Regions from separate parts of the Rattus norvegicus genome. Here region 1 is linked to region 2. The links are chromatin contacts, called in public Hi-C maps. All regions are on one chromosome and are shown on one strand. Each heading gives the region's core, a stretch centred on a gene start, on an enhancer-like site or on the middle of the called end of the contact. The rest is flanking DNA. Distances are from core to core; before and after follow the strand shown.

Region 1 (6,123 bases), core at 3,119-5,618, 240 kb before region 2:
CATGTTGCAGCACTGTTTAATTTTAGGGTGTGTCATGGTCCCATTTACATCACAAGTATTTCTTCAGGTGAATGCAATATGAACTTCTTCCAGTATGTTGTATTGTACGTGCATGCACGCACATGTGAGGGTACACGTGTGGTGCCGTGGTCCAAGGCTTCTGGTAGCTTCTTCAATTACACTCCACTATATACTAAGGCAGAGTCTTTCACAGAACCCGTAGCTTGTGGTTTTGGCTAAGCTGGGTAGCTACCTTGCTCCAGTGATGTGTGACTCCTACATGCTGGGATCCCAGGCTCTCTAAATCGTTCTAGGGATCTAAATTCCAGTCCTCCTGCTTGCTTAACAGACAGCTCAACTCTGATGTGTCTTTGATACATGAGCTGTAAGTCTGTGAGCAGCCCAACTTTGTGCTGTAGGGGCCAAGGCCTGACTCCTGTGCGATGTCAATGAAGACAGAGCGTCAGGAGGAAGCTTGGAACACCTCAGTTTTCTCTTTCCCAGCCCATCTTATTGCAAGCTGCTATACAAAACAAACAACAAACAGAAAACTTGCTGACAATTCTAATGGGAAGGTGGAAAATACAGAAGGGTTTTAATGACCTCAGCCGAGGGGTGAAATGACTAGAGGCATTGTGTCCTCTTGCCCCAGTTCTCTGTAATCAGTGCTCTCCACACTCCAGGGGTTTTGAATGCAGGGGTAGGGCGCCAGGAATCCCAGGTGCACGTTGTGTTTCCTTTCTGCACTCACCTTTAGGGTCAACTAGCAAGCCTGCCTGACCACAGCGGGGCTCTTCTGGGTTTCTCGAACACATCCTTCACTGCCTTTAAGCACTCAGCCAGGAATGGTGCACACAAAGCAGCACTATCATCATACTTGGGAGAAAAGTAGGATTCCACAGGAGGTGAACCATGGCCGCTCGGCAAACACCACCACCATCTAGTGGCCAAAGGTAACAACACACTAAGACTGCATCTGGCTTCCAAGCTGCAAAATGGCATTTTAATAAACTGGTCTTCAAAGAACCTCTGATTTTCTTGAGAATTTGCCTTTAAAATGCATAAACACGTGCTCTCTGTTTTCCTGTGGTCTTTTTCCAATAGACCTCAACTTCAAAGACAGGAGCTGCTTTGAAGCCACCTGGCCCTGAACACCCGTCCCTGGTTTTGACAGGATAAAACAGCCAGTAAAGAAGCACATTTCCTGGGTTCGGTCCCCAGCTCCGAAAAAAAGAACCAAAAAAGAAGCACATTTCCACCGCAAAAGAAGTTTAAGGTTGCTGCATTCCTCTGCTCACTATCTAGGCCACTGTCCATACTTCATTTACCCAAAGTCCTGGTGAAAGAAAATAAGACCACACCACTAACAATTGTGCATCAGTCCTGTGACCCCCTTGTCTGACTACACAGAGCACTCTGGCCCTCATGCCCAGATGTTGTAGTTTTCTGTGTGTAATAGTCACAAGTAACAAACACCTGGATAACATACTGTGACACCTCACTCATACTGTCACCACTGTGACTACTGGGTCTTTAGGTTCTAGACTAGTGTCTACAATGACTATTACTCTTGGTAATGAGGCCTCCTCTATCGCTATATTTCTGGGTTTATTGGGAGCACTGTTAGATTCAGCAAACATATTTATTCTCAGTTAAGGACCTGGGGATAAGCCAAGTTTGGGAAGATGACATTCGAGGAAGAGAAAGAAGCGGAATGTCTATTTAGGCTGAGTTCTGTCAGTCAAAGCAACAGAAAGCTTCGATCCTGAGGGATTAAGGAAGTCTAGGAAAACAAAGCTGATTTGTGGCCAGAAGCAGGTGTTTTACAACACTGACAGAGAGGTGCTGTGTATCATCTGGGGTGGTCATTCTTGGGGTGTCAAAGCTCCCTGGGCTTCTCTATCACACCCACATTCCTGAAGCCAATGCTGCAGTCTGAGAGAAACACAAACACAGTGCCAGAGTCATTTCCAAAAACATTTATTAGCATGATTAAAAACATTTTTTGAATAGTAAGAGAAGGAGTTTCTAAACATGAAAGTATCAATGGTTCTACTTTATAACCAATATTTGGAATTGAATGGACAGCTTTATTGCCAGACTTCATTTATTAAAAACAATCCATTTATCGGTTCCATGACATCATGACTATTGCTTTGTCTGGGAATGAGTCCCTACAGCAATTAAGTATAAAAAATATCTTCCATCATAATTGGAGAGTGACCTGCATTGGAGCGTGATTCTGAGTAAAGAATTGATTAAAAATACACAAAGAGTTGGGTTTTGTTTTTAAAAACACTCCCTTACACACTACAAAGAAAGAATTAGTATTTTGGCTTTTTAAATTCCTACATGATACTGAGAATGACAGTCCCCAGAGGTCCCCCTCACATCACTGGATGCACCTCCTCTTCTGGAGGGCAGATTCCAGGGGTGACTCTGAAGACTTGGGCCTCCACATGTTTACACTGGTCTGAGAACAAAGACAGCGTCGTCCAGAACATAGTAGTCATTGTACATGTCACCTTCACACAGGTATGGCAGTCTAGTGAAAGCTTCGATGACAAAGCCAGCTTTCCTGAACACCTCAGGCAGGCTATTCACTTGCTCTTCCCAATTCTGTCCCTTGATTTCCAGAATTTCTGATGGTTTCTCCCACTTGCCACCTACTAGAACAAATAAAAACATTAAGTTAAATTCTTGAACAATGACTCACTATAAGAGGGATGTGCAGGGGGAGCTAGTGTTCCGGGTACCGATACCCTGGATGCGGCATCTCTGAACGAGCCACTCTTCAAGGCAAGTGGACAGAGCCTGGCAGGAGTGGCAGAACTTACCCAAAGTGATGCTCTCAGGCTGCTGCATCCACAGCCCACACTGACTGAACTGCTTTTATGGCTCAGAAAATTAGTCGGGGAATATTGAATATGGGGGTCAGAGTAACCACTAGTATTTGAAAGTAGGTTTGGGGGGCTGGGGATTTAGCTCAGTGGTAGAGCGCTTACCTAGGAAGCGCAAGGCCCTGGGTTCGGTCCCCAGCTCCGAAAAAAAAAAAAAAAAAAAAAGAAAGAAAGTAGGTTTGGACATACAAGAATCATGTACATAGAACACTTACTCAACTTCCTGTCTAGAAGTTGCCTGGCTGAAAATTAAAATAAACTCATGAGGAATTTCAATTCACAGAAACACATGTGCTTTACAAGAGAAGGTGATCCATTCCCTAAGTCATTTGTCAATCACTTCCAAGCCTATGCGCATTAGGAGCCTGAAGTACGAGAAGCAGGCAAGGTTTCATTCCCTGCAAGCCACACCCTGACTACAGACAGACAAAACCAAAAGTCCATTTGGATATGGAGCTGAAAGAGACTGATAACATGCCACTAAATTCACAGCAAGGATTCCAATGCTAAGGGGACAGATACACACCAGCAGGTAACAGAGCACAGGGCAAACAGTAAAGACGACACTTTTCAGTGGCCAGCACTGCATTTGATCCCTGTTGGGAGAGTTAATTCTTGGTGGGAAGGGAAGCTGCTTTTCTGGTCTTCTTGCAGCAGGGGACTGGTGCCACACCTTAGCCTATTGCCAAAACTGGAATGAGCTGGCGACACAGAATGAGGCCTTTTGCCAAGTGCGGGCAATAACATCAGGTGGGTAGGGAGGTGGGCAGATGAGTGGGTGATAATGACAGCGTCTGCAGCACCTAGTGCACAGCATCAGACTAGTTTCACAGGGTGACTCAAGCTCTTCCTCACTTGGGAAGTCACAGGCTCTCCAGGCCTTCTAAAACTCCAAGAGCCACATCAAGTCCTGTTAACAGGTCTCTTTTTGCTTGATCAGCCTGAGTTCCTGCTACTTACAAAGAACCACCTGACTAGTACAGGCTGGGGGAGAGAGGGTGCTGTGTGTGACTCAGACCCAAAACAAGCACCAGGGGACATATCCGCATCGCTTGTCAACATTAAGAAATCTTTGAATTCAAGCCAGGCGCACAGGCTTGACAGCAGCTGTGTGCTTCTTTACCATACCAGATGCTTTGGTCACTCCCTGGTTTTTTCTCCTAGGCCTACAGGAAACATGGCCTCTTGCTGCTGCTCACGCCTAGCAGTTTCTAGCCCTGAGAGGCACTCAACAGCAGAGCACATCAATAAGAACACTCTAAAATGTCAGGCACTGGTTGAGGAGCACATGACTTCCTGCAACCTCCACAAAGACTATCAGACGCCCATGATAATTTCTAATATGCATGCATGCTTAGACTGAAATCTCAACTTTAAATGGTGAAACTTATTACAAACCATGCTTATGCAATTTCTAAAAGTTCCTGCTTGTGCTTCCTTAATATGAGTTCCTCTCTTTACTTCTTCCTTTCTGAAGAGAGAAAAGTGGAAAAGGCGGCACATGCACCAGCGATGGGCCCTGTGAGCACGAGCAGGAGGGGCCTCCGGCTAGGAATCAGCCTGATCCTTCTTCAAGTTGGTAAGGGGTTTTCTGTTCTCTATTCCACTAGGTAAACTGCTGCTTGCCACCTAATCATGAAGACTTTCAGCTCCTAGCAGATAACTTACGAAGGCAGCACTACAGTACGGCAGTGTCTCTTCTCCCCACAGAACTAGGCACTGAGGCATAGCTGAAGATGCGTTTTCTATCAGCCCTTGGTTGGCTGCTCTTTGAGCACATCTTACCAGAGAGAATCTGCTCAGGACCACTTGTGCTGGTCACTCAGTCAGTTCCCACAGGCAAGCTCTGGACTACTGTACACTGCACAGTATTAGCTTAATACTTTCATAAGACAATGTTTCTAAAGGCTGAAAAGAACTTGGGTTTTAAAGCTGTAACTTGTCCTACAAAAAAGCCACCTGATAATATAACTAATCTCTAAATTCTATCTGTACCTGTTCTAGCTCTATAAAAGTTATTTCTTTCATCATAGTTTAAATAATCTAAGATTTACCCACAAAATCTGGATTGCAGGGCAAGAAATGGAGCAAATGTTCTTGAAGTTAATTTTTTCTCATCTGTAAAGAAATGGTAGAGTAGCCTAGTGGTAGGCTACTTGCCTAGCATATGCAAGGTTCGCTCTCCAGTACACACAAGAAAAGGAAAGGAGAAATTCAGAGGGAGGGGAGAAGGGGCTGGGGAGGAGTGAATGAATTATGCCTACATGTTAACAGTGGCTCTTCTGGCTAAGGACCCACGGCAATGTCTTATACTGCTCTACTGTCTGCAATGAATACATACTGCTTGTGTACAGTGCTTGGTTGGCATGAGAGAAAAGCTTTATCTTTCCAGCTCTATTATGAAATGCTTGCAGATAGGATAACGAAGGAATGAATAGATGAGACAGTGAGGAGACCTGAGACAAGCCTAAGGTAAAGCAGGCAAGGCTGAGTCCACCGTGCAAGGTGGCTACTTTTGCATGTTTGACATTTTTCTATAATAATAAATGTTGGGCAGGGCAGTGGTGCTGCAAACCCAGCATTCAGGAGGTAGAGGCAGGAGGATTCTAAGTTCAAAGCCTGGTCTGCAGAGCAAGTTCCAGGATAGCAAGGGCTGCGCAGAGAAACCCTGTCTTAAAAACACAAATAATAACAGTAATGGTTAGCTTCTGATGCTAACAGCAATGATAAATGTTGGAGCTGGAGATTTAATTCAGTAAAGTGCTTACTATGCAAGCAGAGGGACCTACATGTGATTAGTGGAACAATGCAAAAGTCAGGCCTGGTGGGGTTGGGGATTTAGCTCAGCGATAGAGCGCTTGCCTAGCAACGCAAGGCCCTGGGTTCGGTCCCCAGCTCCAAAAAAAAGGGAAAAAAAAAAAAGTCAGGCCTGGTGGCACACACGTACAATCTCAGTGATGGGGAGGCAGAGCTGGGCAGAGCCCCAGGGCTCACTAGCTAGCCTGGCCTATTCAACTACTGAGGCCCTCTCTGGGAAAACAAAAGTAAGTAATTCCAAAGAACACAACCAAGGCTGTCCTCAGGCCTCCACACACATCTGTACATTCATGCCCGCATGCCCACAAACATATACACACTTGAACAGGCTGACATACATAAGCACACACAACATAAGTTCAAGGAATCCAAAATAAATTCTCTACTTATTTCCTAAGCATTTTTA
Region 2 (5,472 bases), core at 1,284-3,783:
AGGTTAGGTTAGGTTAGTCTCTAGGCATACCTGAGATTGGATTATGGGATGGAGCCTCTCACTGAGACCGAGGTGGTCAAATAGTGGGCGGTACCATCCCAGGGCTTGGGTGAACACAACAGTCTCTCTTTTCTCTGACTACAGACACAATGTGACCAGCTGCTTCACGTTCCTGACACTAACTTTGCTCATACAATGGACACACGAACTAGGAGGCAAAATAAACCCTTTCTTAAGTTGCCATTATCAGGGGTTTGTTTGTTTGTTTTCCCAAAACAGGGTTTCTCTGCAAAGCCTTGGCTGTCCTTCAACTCATGCTCTAGATCAGGCTGGTCTCAAACTCAGGGATCTGCCTACTTTTGCCTCCAAGTGCTAGATTTAAAGGCATGAGCCACCACTACCCCAGCTTGCCCAAGCATTTTGTCATAGGAACAGGAAAAGTATAATGGCCAAGCTCAGACAGCCTGAGATTTGTAGGTCTGGGAGAAAGAGGGAGACCCAGAGTTCAACCCCAAACCCTGAAACAGTTAGGCTGCAATGGGCATAAACCATGAATTACATTTTCCACTGGGCCTTGGGAAGGTCTTTCAAATGATTTCAGCTACAAAGCAGTAGCCCTCACCCCTGATATTTCAAGTTAGTGATAGCCTTAGATTCCTTACCTTTAAATTGACGGTAACAACCCCTACTGTAAGAGTAGCTCTAGTAATGAGATAAGGCCATACAAATGCAAGTTCCTGCTGGCGTTGGGCACTCTAAACAGATAGAAATGATTACTATTGATCTTTAAAACAAAAACAAAGTAGACACTGGAGAGATGGCTCAGTGGTCAAGAGCACTGACTGCTCTTCCAGAGGTGCTGAGTTCAATTCCCAGCAATCACATGGTGGCTCACAATCATCTGGGATTCAATGCCCTCCTCTGGTGTGTCTGAAGACAGATACAGTGTACTCACACATAAAATAAATCAGTAAGTCTTTTTAAATGAAGACACACAGTTTTCCTTATTTGCCAGGCAGGGACACGGGCTATGAGGAACACCACCTATGAAGGTTGACTAGTACCTTCTCTTTCCTCCACTGCAGCCAGTGGTTACTTTACTCTCTGCTAGGGTCTACGGTGTTTATTCAGTTAATGCCACATGTGCACCAGATGATGGAGATCTGTGGATCTGCTTACACACTGTTATTTTGAGATCCATACCATGATGGCAGGGAGGTGCGGGCTCTGTAGAGGGCAGGTCTGTGGGCTTAAACTCTTAAAGATGATGGCGAGGACCACTACTCATCAAGAGATACAAATGACACTGAAATACGGAGGCTGGGGAAATGGCTCAGTGGGTAAAGTGCTTGCCACACAAGGATGGGGACCCGAATTCCATTTCCAGCACCTACATAAAATGCCGGGTGAGGTTACATATGCTTGCAATCCCAGCTCTGGGAAGCCAGAGACAGGTGGATCCCTAAGACTTCTTGCCTAGCCGACCCATTCCAAATTCCAAACTCTAAACCAGTCTGGAAAAATAAAGTAAGACAGCTCCAAGAACGACATCCTCTGATAGCACATACAAGCACGCACAAACTACATCATAAAATATGATCAGCCAAATTCTTATTTCGGCTGTTATATTGGTACTTTTTATGAGACATTCCATTTCTTTTACAAACTTTCTTCCCCCATTGCCTCCTTTAGTACTGAGACCGTTTACTGTGCTGAGTCATTTCCACTCCATTAACTGGGAACCAAAAGCTATCAAGTTGGGCTTGGCTATCCTTCCCCAGCTAGTCAACACAAAGGTCGGTGGTCAGCATCAGGATAAACTCAAAGAAGCCATGGCAGGGAGGAGGTCCCAGAAGGAGGCAGAAAACAGGTTCAATTCCAAAGACTCCACCAACCAGAACTCAAGCATTTAGACCAACCGCGAAGGCGGGGCCAAGGTTTGTCCTTACAGAAGCGACCTCGCTGGGGTTTCTGTGTACAGATGGAGGCAGAAAGGAAGGATCGGGAAGAGTAGGAAAGAGAGGGCTAGACTGGGTAGGACTGGAAATAGCTGGGAAGGAGAAGTAAGATAAGAGGCTGGGACTTCATCAACCGCCTCGCCTAACCTCACAGAAGAGAACCACACTGAATCAGGGAGCGAAAAGCAGGGAAAGTCGGCCCAAACTCCAGAAAGACAAGCTTAGAGAGAGGAGCAGGGGCATGGCCAGGAATCGGGGTGTGGCCAAAAAGCAGGGGCGGGCCTAAACCGGGAGGTCAAAGCCAGGAAGAAGCGCAGAGAGCCTACGTGGGCTTGATCCGGCTTTGGGGTCCGGATCAGAGCCTCTCCACCACCGCCTGCAAAGGCTGCAGCCCTAGAAAGTACAGGGCTAGGCCGAGCAAGCCGAGCAGGAGCAGCAGCAGGAGCAGCAGCCGCAGGAGCGTCAGCACGGTGCAACAGCAGGGCTGCGGGGTCGTGGCCTGCACATATCGCTCCACTGCGTCTGCGAAGCTGAACTTGTCCGGCGCGTAGCCAAGCTGAGCGCGGGCCTTGGCAATCTGGAAGGTGTGCGTCACGGTCATGCTGAGCACCTATGGGAGAGGCGGAGCAGCAGAGGGCTGGGTTAGTGGGAAAGCATCCTGTGCCTTGTTGATGGAAAGGGGAAGGGCAGTCTGCCTTTCGGTCACACGGGTTTAAAGACTAGTTGCGTCTGATTCCTGCGATGCCTTCCTGAGGAGGGAGGGGAGGCTTCCTTTCTGAGATCTTTTTCTTGGAGGGCGCCGCCTCCTCGATTCCCTTTCTGTATCTCACCCTCAGGCTCTGCTAAATTTTCACCCTGTTTCATTCCTCTTCTCTACTTCTCTTCCTAGCTTAGCCTCGTTCTGGACCCCTGGGGGCCCTTAAATGCATTCTTGAATGCCAAGACAGGCTGAAGGCTTCCTGCCTGTAGTGGAATGCGGTTCTCCAGAAAAACATCCCCAAAGAAGGATGTTGGCTTCCTGTTGCCAGCTCAAGGCCAATGGTGGACAGGACCTCCAGAACAGCCTCCCTATGCTCTCAGCTGGTTAACTAAGTGACCCTAAGAGAGGAATTCAATTACGAACAAGTGATTCCTCCTCTTTAAGTCTGAGCTGCATTTCCCCTGCTGCCAGTTGGCCTGAGGCCCACTTTCTTCCAGGGCAATAAATGACAACTATCGATGGTAGAACTCCCAATGAGCACGGGTGTGGGCCGTTATACTCTTTTGTCCTCTGCGATGGCACTATTTCCTCTTAGCATAATTGGACATTGAATTTCAGAGGTTAAGTGACTTGCCTACGGTCACATAGGAGATCCACTTTAGAAAGTGGCCATATTCTTGGTCGTGTTGGGGTCTGGTGATGCTCTCCCACCTGGCTTGTTATTCTCTAGCTGGACTTTGGCTTCATGATTCTCCCATGGGGGCCAAGCCCTGGTCTGGGGACCCCAGAGAGGGAAATAGACTAATCCTTGCCTGTTTTGCCCCTGATAGTGAGTTCAGGGCTTGGAGGTATGCAGGTTAGTAAATATCCTAAAGCCAGCCAAGCAGGGAGACATAGCTGTGAGCTAGGCAAGCACAGAGTGGGTCCTAGCACAGTGTTCTCAGAGGTCAGGTTTAACCGTGACCTCAGGGCGTAGGTGCCTCTCCTGCTTGCTGGAAAATTCTTCCTCACATCTCTGGGTAATGCTTATCACCACGTTGAGTTGCCTGGTTTCTAGAACATTTTCCTCTTTGGACTGTGAACTTCCTGGGTGTAAGGATCAAGTCTTTCTTACCTCCAGTGCTCAGTGAAGTGCCTGGCACACAGTAGGTGCTCAAGGAATGAAAGGTTTTTAAATGCTAAAAAGCTGATTGGTGTCTCACAGACGGGCCAGCAGATGGCAACTGACCATAGCTCCCAAACGGCCCCAGACCCTTTGCCCTGGAGCCAAGAAGTTAACCCGCAAACCCACACTTCAGACAAGAGGAAGGGTAACCAAGCTCTTGCCTGACTACAGTTCCTGCCAGCTGTTTGGCCTTGTTGGTTCCTGGTATTTTACAAGCTAGTGGTAAAGCTTTAGGTCTGGATTCAAATCCCACCAGTACCTTGTAAGTGAATGATCTTGTGTAGGCAGCTTCACTGTGTTCACTATGTCTCTAATTTCCCCCTCTGAACATGGACAGGGTAATAGTTTCCAGCAGCGGTGAATATCAAGTGACATTAAAGGACCGTCATTATCCCCCATCGACCTGGAAAGGGTGTAGGCTGTAGCTTCTCTGAAACATTCTCCATGCTCCCACTTCCTTTCATCTTAAGGAGCAGTGAACTTGCCATCCTGAAACTAATTCCAGTGTGGTGTGATCTTGCATAAGCCACCAGTTTCTCCAGCGCTCGGTTTCTCATCATAAACTAAAAAGCACAATCTTTTTGCCCTTGCTAATTTAGCACTAGGAGGAATCAAAGGAGAGAGGCCCCAAATACCACCTGCTGCCTTACTGTTTATTTTATATGCCCTGCCTGAGTGCATGCATGTGCATTGTGTGCATGCCGGAAGAGGGCGTCAGATCCCTTGGGACTGGAGTTATGGATGGTTGTGAGCCACCATGTGGGTGCTGGGAATCAAACTTGGGTCGTCGGAAGAGCAGTGAGGGCTCTAACCTGATATGTCCTTTCTCTAGCGCCAAGATGTCCTCTTTTTGGATGGTACATGCTAAGCAAATATAAAACCACACACACGTCTGCTAGTGCGATGGTGCACACATTCCAACCTAGCACTCAGGAGGAAGGGGCAGGTGGATCTCTGTGAGCCGGAGGCCAGCTCACTCTACATAGTGAGTTCCAGGATATACAGAGCTGCATAGTGAGACCTGTCTCAAAAAACAAGACAACTCCCCCAAACTATGCACCATAAGTATGCGAATGGTATTGATATTCTATACATAGAAGGCATTTAATACACACTTAACAATAAGTAAATAAACTTAAATGATGAGCCTAGGGCCACTGGGGATTTGTGTGTGTGTGTGTGTGTGTGTGTGTGTTTGTGCATGCATATATATGCACATAAAAATTGTTGCTGTAAAATTATAAAAAGTAAAATGCTTTTATTCCGCACTAGATCTGGCACCCCAGTGCCCCAAGATATCTGGTAGATATTTTCATCTCAGTCAGCAAAGCGTCTCACCCACTTTGCTCCATCCCATATCACACTGCCAATGGCTTCTCTCTGAGCCTGGCAGCAATCTCCCTACCCATCTAGTTCCCAAGACAGGTTGCCACCATGCCAGACATGCACATCCCAACTCTGTGGTGGTCCAGCGTCTCTAGCCACCGCACTCTCTTCAACTTAAATCGCCACATGAAAGAACACACAACACTATATATAACCTCTGATCCAATTGATAAGATATAATTGCCTACCTAAACATACAAAGTCCCGTACACATCCATCCCTTAAGAATAATCATAACAACCTGTAAATGTGCAGAGAGGAAT

Evidence for each region. A called contact is a pair of places that touch in the nucleus more often than the background predicts.
Region 1: a contact with region 2 is called in a Hi-C map of Schwann cells, with 2.3 times the contacts expected there. The contact joins the promoter of Igsf6 here to the enhancer-like site in region 2. A contact is called at or near these places in 4 of 12 Hi-C or Micro-C datasets (the A7r5 cell line, Schwann cells, hepatocytes and 1 more).

Annotation. Positions count from the first base shown.
Region 1 is chr1:185,050,201-185,056,323 of GRCr8, reverse strand. Igsf6 (immunoglobulin superfamily, member 6) reads left to right here and starts at 4,368. Exons shown (of 6, transcript NM_133542.3): 1 at 4,368-4,479. The coding sequence starts at 4,413. It overlaps Mettl9 (methyltransferase 9, His-X-His N1(pi)-histidine), which reads right to left. Exons shown (of 5, transcript NM_001163164.1): 5 at 1,965-2,669. The coding sequence ends at 2,464.
Region 2 is chr1:184,810,187-184,815,658 of GRCr8, reverse strand. It overlaps Sdr42e2 (short chain dehydrogenase/reductase family 42E, member 2), which reads right to left. Exons shown (of 12, transcript XM_039101193.2): 12 at 1,595-2,568. The coding sequence ends at 2,314. Among named protein-coding and RNA genes, the nearest start is that of Trnal-uag1, 4.6 kb to the left of the region's middle. Within about 2 kb of position 2,533, at least 46 of the 93 cell types and tissues checked have an H3K27ac peak or open chromatin away from gene starts, as enhancers often do. A contact at or near this core is called in the A7r5 cell line and Schwann cells, where this site is marked.